Regions from separate parts of the Mus musculus genome. Here region 1 is linked to region 2. Evidence: chromatin contacts called from public Hi-C data. All regions are on one chromosome and are shown on one strand. Each heading gives the region's core, a stretch centred on a gene start, on an enhancer-like site or on the middle of the called end of the contact. The rest is flanking DNA. Distances are from core to core; before and after follow the strand shown. Region 1 overlaps Ncoa7 (nuclear receptor coactivator 7). Region 2 overlaps Ncoa7 (nuclear receptor coactivator 7).

The links. Hi-C and Micro-C count contacts between places; a contact is called where the count stands out from the background.
Region 1: a Hi-C map of the MNK3 cell line shows a contact between it and region 2, with 4 times the contacts expected there. The contact joins two enhancer-like sites. A contact is called at or near these places in 3 of 484 Hi-C or Micro-C datasets (the MNK3 cell line, bone marrow-derived macrophages and embryonic stem cells) and 1 of 9 other capture datasets (adipose tissue).

What each region holds. Positions count from the first base shown.
Region 1 is chr10:30,785,500-30,791,108 of GRCm38.p6, reverse strand. The region is part of intron 1 of Ncoa7 (nuclear receptor coactivator 7); the gene reads left to right. Among named protein-coding and RNA genes, the nearest start is that of Ncoa7, 15 kb to the left of the region's middle. Within about 2 kb of position 3,183, at least 26 of the 459 cell types and tissues checked have an H3K27ac peak or open chromatin away from gene starts, as enhancers often do. A contact at or near this core is called in the MNK3 cell line, where this site is marked.
Region 2 is chr10:30,674,601-30,679,860 of GRCm38.p6, reverse strand. All of the region lies in intron 10 of Ncoa7 (nuclear receptor coactivator 7), which reads left to right. Among named protein-coding and RNA genes, the nearest start is that of Hint3, 59 kb to the right of the region's middle. Within about 2 kb of position 1,615, at least 15 of the 459 cell types and tissues checked have an H3K27ac peak or open chromatin away from gene starts, as enhancers often do. A contact at or near this core is called in the MNK3 cell line, where this site is marked.

The DNA.
Region 1 (5,609 bases), core at 1,934-4,433, 110 kb before region 2:
CTTGTTAACCTCTGTAATTCTGACCTCCTGTTGCAAATATCAGATTAACAGATTTGTTTTTTTGCATACAAGTTGACAAATGGTACCAAGAGTGCTCCAAGTGCCAGAGACAAATACTCTTGAGCCTGAATGAATGTAGCCTCTACTTCATAGTGGAACACAATTTAGACTATTACTCATCTGTTGGGAGAGCCTGCTCAATTCTGTGTTCTTAGGGATTTCCAGCTGAACTGTGAAGATTTTGCCCAAGGAATACCCATCTATTAAGTCCTACTGAAACATAGCTAGCAACATACTTTGATGTGTTACACTGCAAATTTCAATTTTATATGCCCTAACTTTAAAAATTATACATATATACATATAATTGAGAAGAAAAATGAAAAATTCATAAATAGGAATTTAAAATAGCTAAGATGTGAGCAAACATTGACTTTATTACATCAAAGAATTGAGTTTATTGTAATCAGATTGCAAATGTCAGAAAGACAGTGCTGACAAAGGAAACATTGTTTCATATCACACAGAAGGCTAGAGGGTGTGTTGCTATCCATTAGGCAGAAGACAGTTTAGTCTTAGAATTTCCCAGGCCCAGTGATTCTCTTTTGAATGCACATGATGTTGATAATGAGGCCAGTGGCAAGCTAGATGAGGTCAGAGTGGATGCAACAGCAAGTGATGTAACCATCATCCTACTGTTTGTTACTGCCTCGTGAACTAAGGCAGGTTAGTGCCTCAATTATCTGTCAAATGAAGATAATAATAGTATCTAGCCTTCTACATCACTTAGAACATTAGATCATTTATATAAAGTACTGGGAAGGCTGCCTGGTGTAAAGTAAGGAATTATGTTAGCTGTTGTCATATTATAAAAATTTGAGAAAAATCTTAACCATTTTTTAAAAAATGACAGCATATATACTTAGTCATCAAAATAATGGTTTTAAATAATATTTGACCCTGTGGAGATCATCATAATAATTGAATTAAGTATCAGATTGTGTGTTCAGTGGTGAGCCCAGTTTCTTTGGGAGGAATGGGTAGGGATAGTAGATGTCAAGAGAAGAGACCCTAATTTGATTTTATGTTATAGCAGCATAGAAAAAAAAAGGCCCAAAACAGGACAAAATATTAAATTGGTTTTTTCAATATGATGAGAGCATGAGTGATTTATATTTTTCCCACATTTCACTTGTTCATGTTTTGCAATGATATTTTATTAAATACCATATATCATAGAATTTCTATATTCTTGCCTCTCATCTTTACAGATTTTGTTGGACATGTTTTAGTTTCCTCTTCTTTTCAAAGCTACTGTAATTTCACTTCCTCAGGATCTTCACCCACACACAATCTGTTGGGTTTTTCTTGTACCTAACTTGCTTTTTTGTGTACAGACCGGTCCCAAGGTTGTGCTTGTGTGTGTGTGTGTGTGTGTGTGTGTGTGTGTGTGTGTGCACGTGCGCGCACTCACGTGCACCCATATGCATGTGTCTGTCTGTCTCTGTCTATGTTGCTGTTCTGGAGTTGGAGCACAAAGCTTCAAATGTTCTACCCATGAGCTCAATGCCTAACCTCTCTGGAAAAATAAAACAAGTGGAAAGTTTTTTGTGCTCGGCTACCCATTCTAAGGGTACCCATTCTGAATGCTGGAATGCATTATTGCCTGCTTTTTCTTACTGAAGCTCTCAGGGATTGCACCCTACATTACCTTATAGCCTTCAAGTTTGTTTTTAGCACAGTGTTACTCAAATACACATAGAGCACAAGAACATAGGATGGTACTCTGCTCTGTGGCTGATGTTCTCAGGAGTGATTGATGAGTTGTGGGTTTGTTCATCCACTTTGTACATGCTTCTTATTTTCAAGATTAGAATATTATGTCTTTTGGTTCTCTTAGTATTAGGTTATTGGCTTGAAAATCTTATCTAGATTTTCCTTCCCCAGATCTAAAATCTGAACTGTTCAGTTGCAGAGGATGGTATAGTTGGCAGTGTACTTACAATAGGGGTGTAGTAATTACTAACAAATCCTAGCTGTTATCCATAAAACATTGCTTGTTTGATATAGATAGTTTAACACACTTATCAGAGGATGTATTTAAAGTTTATACATTTATTAGAAGTTAGTAGTTCTCACATTTTCTGGAAAGGATGAAAACCCCAGAAAGTGTTTTATTTAACTGCTCTTATAGTCTCAACCAGCGGTTCTAAAATAGGACTCACACACCTTACCAGCTGTAAGAAGAGAAATTTAGAATGGCTATATCATCTTTGATTTCTGTTTTATATATCACATAAGGGGTATATAATGAACAAGACATGGGTTTTGTTGTCACTGCCATGTGCTGAAAAATAGGATTTTAAACTCAGATACTTCTGCTGATGTGGAATATGCTTAAGTACAGATCTGAATAGTGACAGTCACTACTGTTCTATTACCTACGGTTGGTTTCTGTTGTTTAACAATAAGTTAAAATCTATTTGAGGCTGGAGAGATGGCTCAGTGGTTAAGAGTGCTTGCTGTTCTTACAGATAACCTATGTAGGGTTCCTAGCAGCCAAGTCAGGCTTCTCATGAACACTTCTAACTACAGTTCCAAGTGATCCAACACTGTATACTGGCCTCAGGTGCCTGTCTCACTTATACATACCCCCTCACACACACACACACACACACACACACACACACACACACACACACCACTAGGTAATTTAAAAAAAAATTAAATTCCATGTCCAGTCCCAGCTAGGAGTTGTGGTGCATGTTCCTGTGTGTCTTACTTTTCCATTGCAGTGAAGAGACAAACAACTTATAAAAGAGTTTATTGGTGCTTATTATCATCATGGTGGGTAGCACAGCAGCAGGCATGGTGCTAGAGCAGTAGCTGAGAGCTTGCAACCTGATCCACAGGCATGAGGCAGAGAGATAAGTAGGAATTACATTTACTTTTGAAACCTCAAAGCCCACCCCAGTGACACACCTCCTCCACTGGGGCCCCACCCCTAATCCTTCCCAGACAGTTTGATCAAGTGGGACCAAGCCTTCAAATATGTGAACCAATGGGGGCATACTACCCCATTGTGTAAACCTGTCTTTTACTGCACAGCATTGGAAACAGTCTATGCCATTTTGGGATTCACAGTCTGGTTAAAAAGTGTATAGAAGAAGGAAGTAGAAAATGCCATGTCATGCAAGGATGCACTAGGAAACTGGCAGTGTGATTTTGTTCATTGAAAATTGTTAAAGTATGATGTGTAGGGCATAATACAGAGTCACATATTCTACGGCTACATTAAACTCTTATCTCGAAATAGTTTCTTGATAAGCATGTGAGTTTTCATGCTCTTATCTCCCGATTACTGGTGTTAACTGGATGAATGTTTGTTGTTACTCAGTATAGTATTTGCCAGTTCCCTAAATGGCATTCTTATAATTCCTTTAAATGATGAGAGACAACAGCATAGTAGTCCTGATGGGAAAGTAAAGTTTTGCGACAGCATGCCTTTGAAACAGTGATAATATAGAGAAGTAATTTAAAATCAGCATATTTTCATGTTAGGTTTGTAATGACAATGTACTATAAATAGGGTGGCTTAAAACAACAAACATAGGGGCTGGAGAGATGACTCAGTGGTTAAGAGTGCTTGTTGCTCTTGCAGAGAACCCAAGTCAAATCCCAATACCCAGATGGAGGCTCAAACCTATAACTGAAGATCTCGGAGCTCTGACAGCCTCTTCTGGCCTTTAAGAACACAGAGAACATGGTACACATGCATACATGTAGGCAAAGTACTTAGTATACATAAAATACAATATTTACAAAACAGAAAAATGTATTTACTTACAGTTCTGAAAGCACATTTCCTCCAATCTGCCCATCAGCAAGGACGCATCCCCTCTGACACCTGTAGAGAAATTCCTCTTTGCTGCTTCTACTTCTGGTCACTTGCCCTTCCTTAGCTTGTAGTAGTATCACTCTAAGCTCAGGCCCTGTCTTTACCTAGCATCTTCTTCCTGTGTTTTAATGCATAGTCATTTATAAAGAAGCCATTGTATTGGTCAGGGCTCCACACACTGAAGAGTGACCAAATCTTAACTAGTTGTGGTTTTGGTGACCTACCTTCCAAATAAAGCCCCTGTATGATGGACTGAAGATTGTGAGTTAAGGCTGTGGTTTTATGGTGATTCTATTCAAGTCAGAACACCGAAGAATATATAAGTCTTTGGACAAATGTCTCAAGACTACATAAGGTGTTAACTGATGTCCTCTCAGTGAATATTCAAAAGCCATGTAAATTGGGTGTGGGACAACTGGAAGAAAAGAATGATCCTTGGGTGTTTTGTCATTTGGCTACTTCTCTTTGTGACTACTAGTTTCTCAGGGATGGCTGGAGATCTATATAAACACAGTTACATTTTGTGTGATTTGTGGTCTTTCTGATGAAACTCCATATGTGGGTCAGGATGTTACTGAAGACAAACTGGGGTTTGGGTTTTGAAACTGCCTCACAACAGCTTCCAAACCTCGATGGCTTTAGATTCACAAGCATTTATGTCACAATGACCAGGCTGCAGGTTGACTGCGGTTTGGCTGCTCTCTGCTGAGCTTGGCAGTGCTGAGGGCCAGATCTGTTCTCCATGTCATAAAGCTGATGAAGGAACATCAGGTACCCAAAGCTGGTTCATTAGGTAGAGAGCCGCAACTCACCAGACTTGGTGCTCTGGGTCAGAATAAGTAACTTTATTAGTACTCACAGTCTATTCTGCTGCTCAGACATCACGTGACAAACTTAGTGGGTAACAGCTGGTTATTGTTGGTTGTCAGTGCAGCAAAATCCGTAACTGTCTGGGAAGCCTCAGTGGGGGATTAGGTTGTCCTGTGAGTTAATTGAGTTAGGAAGACACACCCTGAATGTGGGAAGCACCCTTTTAAGCATGGGGCACTGGACTGAATGAAAAGAAGGAGCAGTTTCTGCTCATGACCATGGATGCAGTATAGTCAGTTGCCTACTGACACTGACTTCTCAGAAATAGACCATGACTTGGAACTGTGAGTCCAAACAAACTGCTTCTCCCTTAAGTTTCTTGTGTCAGAATGTCTTATCAAAGTAACAGAAAGAAGGAAAGAAAGAAAGAAAGAAAGAAAGAAAGAAAGAAAGGAAGGAAGGAAGGAAGGAAGAAAGAAAGAAGAAAGAAAGAAAGAAAGAAAGAAAGAAAGAAAGAAAGAAAGAAAGAAAGGAAAGAAAGGAAAGAAAGAAAGAAGAATAGGGAGGGAGGGAGGGAGGGAGGGAGGGAAGGAAGGAAGGAAGGAAGGAAGGAAGGAAGGAAGGAAGGAAGAAAGAAAGGACCCTGTACTATTCTAAAAAGTAAGCACTGCATTGCAAGCATGACAGGGGATTGGGGTGGGAGGTTCATAACAAAATAATCTAGTCTACTGCAGATAATCTTCTACAGGATTCTATAGACAATTTTTTATGGAGTAATTTTGTATGAAATAATCCCTTTTAAAAAAGTATTCACCAAATGCTTGTTCCTTGACCTAGATTTTTGGAAAAATATAGCTAAATTTGTTTCTTCCCCCAAAACATCAGAAAACTTCATAATGCT
Region 2 (5,260 bases), core at 366-2,865:
AGGGACAGCTTAAGGTCTGACTCTAAGAACGCCATTCATCATTTAGCTCTATGGCATCTCTCATAGTCAATGGACAATTTATATTCTCTGTCCCACTTTTGTTTGTTTGTTTGTTTGTTTCTTTCCTTCTTTCTTTCTTTCTTTCTTTCTGTCTGTCTGTCTTTCTTTCTGTCTTTCTGTCTTTCATTCTTTCATTCTTCCTTTTTTTGTGTGATCCACGATCTGATCATGCTAAATGAAGACTTGGCCTCCTATGTTGTCACAGTTCTATCTGCATTAGCAAGACACCTCTGTAAGAAGGTCAAGACCACAAGGCCTGACCACAATACCTATCTTCCTTTCTGCTATATCCAATTTGACCTTATTACAGCTACATCAGCAACACACTCTTCAAATGCCATGTCTCTGTACATGTTCAGGAAATTGAAGTATTTTCTTTTTCCTCCTGTAATGAACTCTTTTGTCTCCCTCAATAAACCCTGATAAACTGTGACATCTGACAAGCTTTCTTAGACCCCTGTTATAGACATTTCTCCATCAGACTTACCTCTGCTAACACTCTTACTAAAAATGATGGTAGGTAGGTAGATAGATAGATAGATAGATAGATAGATAGATGATAGGTGATTGATAGATGATAGATAGATGATAGGTTAAATAGATGATAGATAGATGATAGATGATGGATGAGAGAGAGAGATAATGGATTAAATAGATGATAGATAGATAGATAGATAGATAGATAGATAGATAGATGATAGATAGATAGATAGATAGATAGATAGATAGATAGACGGATGGATGGATGATAGGTGATTGATAGATGATAGATAGATGATAGGTTAAATAGATGATAGATAGATGATAGATGATGGATGAGAGAGAGAGATAATGGATTAAATAGATGATAGATAGATAGATAGATAGATAGATAGATAGATAGATGATAGATAGATAGATAGATAGATAGATAGACGGATGGATGGATGATAGATGATTGATAGATGATAGATAGATAGGTTAAATAGATGATAGATAGATAATAGATGATGGATGAGAGAGAGAGATAATGGATTAAATAGATGATAGGTAAATAGATGATAGATAGATAGATAGATAGATAGATAGATAGATAGATAGATAGATAGGCAGATAGGCAGATAGGCAGGTAGGCAGGTAGATAGATAGGCAGATAGATGATAAGAATCAGCCTGTATTCAAAATGAGAATGGTCTCTGTGTCTGAACACAGTAGCACATTTGAGAGTGTGGCACCAACAAGGATCTTGAGCAGCTGTAGAGCTCGAATTAGTCCTAAACCTCTGGGAAGATGCTAGAAGAGATTTTTGGAGCCAGACAAAGTGATTGATTTTGCATTTTAAAGTCACCCCCATTCTCTGCCCTTTTGTCTTGGCCTCATTTCAGCCTCCGATCTACTTCCTTTTAAAAGATTAGCTTTTCCCAGGACCCAGTACTTGACCAAGTTTTTTGCTTCCTTATTAACATGTATTACAATACACTGCTTCAGGACTAGTTGGCAGCTACAGTGGCTGCAATTACTGGTAATGGTGCTAGCTATGAGGAAAGCCCTGGATAATGTCTGAAGGCTGCTGACTCATTAGGGGCCAGGCCACGAGGTGAATTACTGAGCCCATCAAGCCTCAACAACCTTTCTAAGGTCAAGGCTATAAGGATTGACACACAGTTGTTGTTTTGCACAGTTGGTGACTAAAGAAAACCAATTTCACTGAGACAATGAGTAATGAAACAGTGTTTTTTAACCCTCTACTTCCTTCCAGAAAGTGTGTAAGGCAGAATTGATAGCAAATAGATCAGAACAGATGAGTTTAGGGTTGAAACATTTGCAAGCTCAAATAATGGACTCTGAAATGAAAATGAAGAAAGGGAAGGAACTTTGAAGAAAAAAAGAAAACCTACAACCTTTTTTTAAGGGTAGAGAAAAGCATGAAGGTTTAAAGATCAACATGAAGGACACAGAAGGATGAAAAGAATGGGAGAGTAAGGGAACAGAACGGGGAAAGTTGGCAGGGAGTGGGGCTGGTAAGGTGCAGAGGAGGGTGACGATGGGTAAAAGAGGAAGTGTGGAGAACTAGATCAACTAGATAGATAGATACATAGATAGATTATCTAGATAGATACAAGATGCAAGGGGACTCTTATTTACACAGTAGAGAATCCTTCATTTAAATAGGGCATAAGTAGGGAAGGCTGAGAGCTTGGGGTGATGGAAAGAGGTCCCTACTCACTGTGATGAATAGGAAGGGAGCTACATGTAATCTGTGACTGTGGGATGCACAAGAAAGAGTCTATTATGCATGGGAGAGTAACCCAACAGCCTCCCTAGAGGAGAAGTTAAAGAAGGTGGCCTGTGTAGGCAGGAGACTGGGACAGGCACACAGGGTAAGAATAAAGGTAAGGATGACCAGATTGGCTTAGAATTGTATGAATCTGGAAGGAACCAAATAGCTGAGGGAACTTGAGGCAGAGAGGAATCATGAAGGTAAAAGACTAGTCAGGAAGCAATGGACAAGACGGGATCCAGAGGACCAGGATGGGAGAGAGGTCTGCGGACAGAGCTTTACTTTCTGAAGTCTGTTGTGTCCTGGAAACTAAAGTAGGTTGAGGTTAGGAAAACCCCATTAGGTAAAAAGAACCAGTCCAAGAATTCAGCTAAGTAAACTGAAGGTAACTGTAATTCAGCCATACCTCTTCCGGTTCCGCAAACAGTTGACATAATATAAACAAAGGGAAGGGACTTAAGCACAGAGAGTTGGAAAGAGGAATAGGATAGGACACATAATCCTTCCATTTGGTCTCCAAGGACTTTTGAACTTAAGTAAACCTTCCAAATCAATTTAAATTTTCCTCGTGTGGAGCAAGTTGTTTAAATTTTTCATTCATTTTACTTTTATCTCAGCTTCCCCGAATGATGTTCCTGACTACATAAGAAACTGAGGGTGCATTAATATTATGTCAGAAGTTAATGTTGAAAGAAGTAAGGCTGTGTTTTTACTCTGGATGTCTAAAAGAAAAAAATTTGAGCATTCCCCATGAGTATGTAACTTTGCAGTTTGCCCTCTCATCTTCCCTATTGCTCCCAGGCAAGGGCCAACTTTTCTAGCCTTTGAGACAGGGCCCATTGCCATGCTGCTTCCGGGAGTTGAATCAACTGGTAAGTCTGACACTGAATTATTATGCTACGTGCCTACCAAAAGAATAGAATTTTAGGAACAGAAATAGGAACTAGGAATCAGGGGCCCTGACTTAGGGACACTGCTGATGTCACGTAAACTTTGTTAACAGCCCGAAACCAGGAAGTAATTGTGATGGTTGACCTCTCTATGGGAACAAACAATAGACCTATCTACAGAATTCTTTTAAAGGCAGTCAAGCTGAGCTGGCTAGAACATGTCTAGAGACAGATTTTTGGGACATTGTTCCATTGTTGGTAACTTCAGTTTACTTATCTGTATATTTGGCAACTCTTGATTTGTAGGGCCTTGATTTGTAGAGTTCTTGAGGCAGGCAGCCATACCTTTTCTTATAGAAAGAATAATTCAAGTTTTTTTTTTTTCCCAAAAGGAAGCCTTGCTTTCCTAAGCATTTGTAAGACATAAATATAATTATCTATTTATTACTAACACCTTTATGACTCTGACCTTTCCCCTTTCTCTAGAGACCACCCCACTGTGGAAGGTACAGACCCAGAGCTCAGTCAAAGTATGAGGCTGATCTTGACCCACAAGTGGCTACTTCACGTTATGCCACTCTGATCATTCAGAACTCTCATTGATTATTCACTGAAAATTTGACAGTACTGGAAGAGGTTGAGATAGATTTTTAAAAAGGTCTCTTTGCCTGAGCATCCCAGATTGCTTTCCTGATTGAGAATACTAGAAAGAATGGTGCTGGTAGACAAGAACACATCAAACTAGTACAGATAACTAAGTATAGTGCCTATTAGCATACCAAGGAGCATGCTTAGCCTCTAAGCTCACTCAGTACATTGTCTTCTCCTAGCTTGTCTCACCTTCCCCCTAATATAAGCCACTGTATCCTAGGGGCTTTACTCCCCTTCCCCCAGCTTTGCATTCCTATATAAACCTAACACTTTGGCTCCACTCTTGGCCCACTCCTGACCTTTTTGCCCTCTTGGGACTCTTCTCTTTCTTGTTCTCCGCCATCTCTCCCCTCTCATGGCCCTCTTCAATCTGGACTCCTCCAGCTGCTTCTGGCTATTCTCTCCTTCATATCTACAATAAAATCAGTCTCCTTGTCTGAGCCTTCGAGCTATCATGTCCTCGTTTTCATTCATCCACCTTAGTTTGTTAAAGCTTCCAAGAGACACACACATGCGTGAGCTTCTATTTCCTTCCTTAGAATGGCTCGTGGGGGAAGACTTGGTCTAAATTTCAGCAGGAGAATCATGGCATGCAATAGCATCACGGAATACTCGAATGTGTCTCCTTAAGTAACTAGTACAAGGCCGGAGCACTCCCCAAGGCCCCCAAAGATATCTCCCCTCAAGAATGATGATGTGGGGAAAGGGGTACTATTCTTTCCTTTGAGTTTATCTCTATTACAATCATCAGTGAATATCAGAGATGCTCCAATAACTTCCAAAAGATACTATGAAGCATTAGGTTCCCTGTAAGAGGTGCTCCAAACTTATATGAATTTATAGTCTTGTCTTTCTTTACCCGTTTACCCAGATTCACCTTCCCAGTGGCTTGTGGCAATCAGTTGTCTCCATTAAGCAGATAATGTTCCAGTTTTGTTTTCACAGTGAAGCAGTAAGTCGGCCTTATCTTACTTCCCTCTACTGAACCATTGACATGGTCACCATGCGCATGAGGATGTCTTTGTTGCCAGAAGGGGAAGCCACTATAAGTTACTAAGATTGGTTCTTCCCTAAAATTTGTATTGCCCTACATTTTCATAGTTTGCCTTTCTTCTCAGAAGGAATGGAGAACCAAGTCCAAGCTGCCACTCATCTAGATTTCCTTGTAGTTTTGCAAAGAAAGTCCAACAGTCTCAGCATTTGTCACAATGGATGTTTTCTCCAATAGGTGTCATCCTGCACATTGACTTTCCTATGAAAGTTAAGTGCTTTGTGGTTCCAATAGTAATAATAATAATGATGATGATGAAAATGTCTACATCATTACCTAGAAAAGGGACGGGAATAGCTCAGAAATGATGTGGAATAGGCAGAGAATTTGAAATGTGCTAGAAAGAAC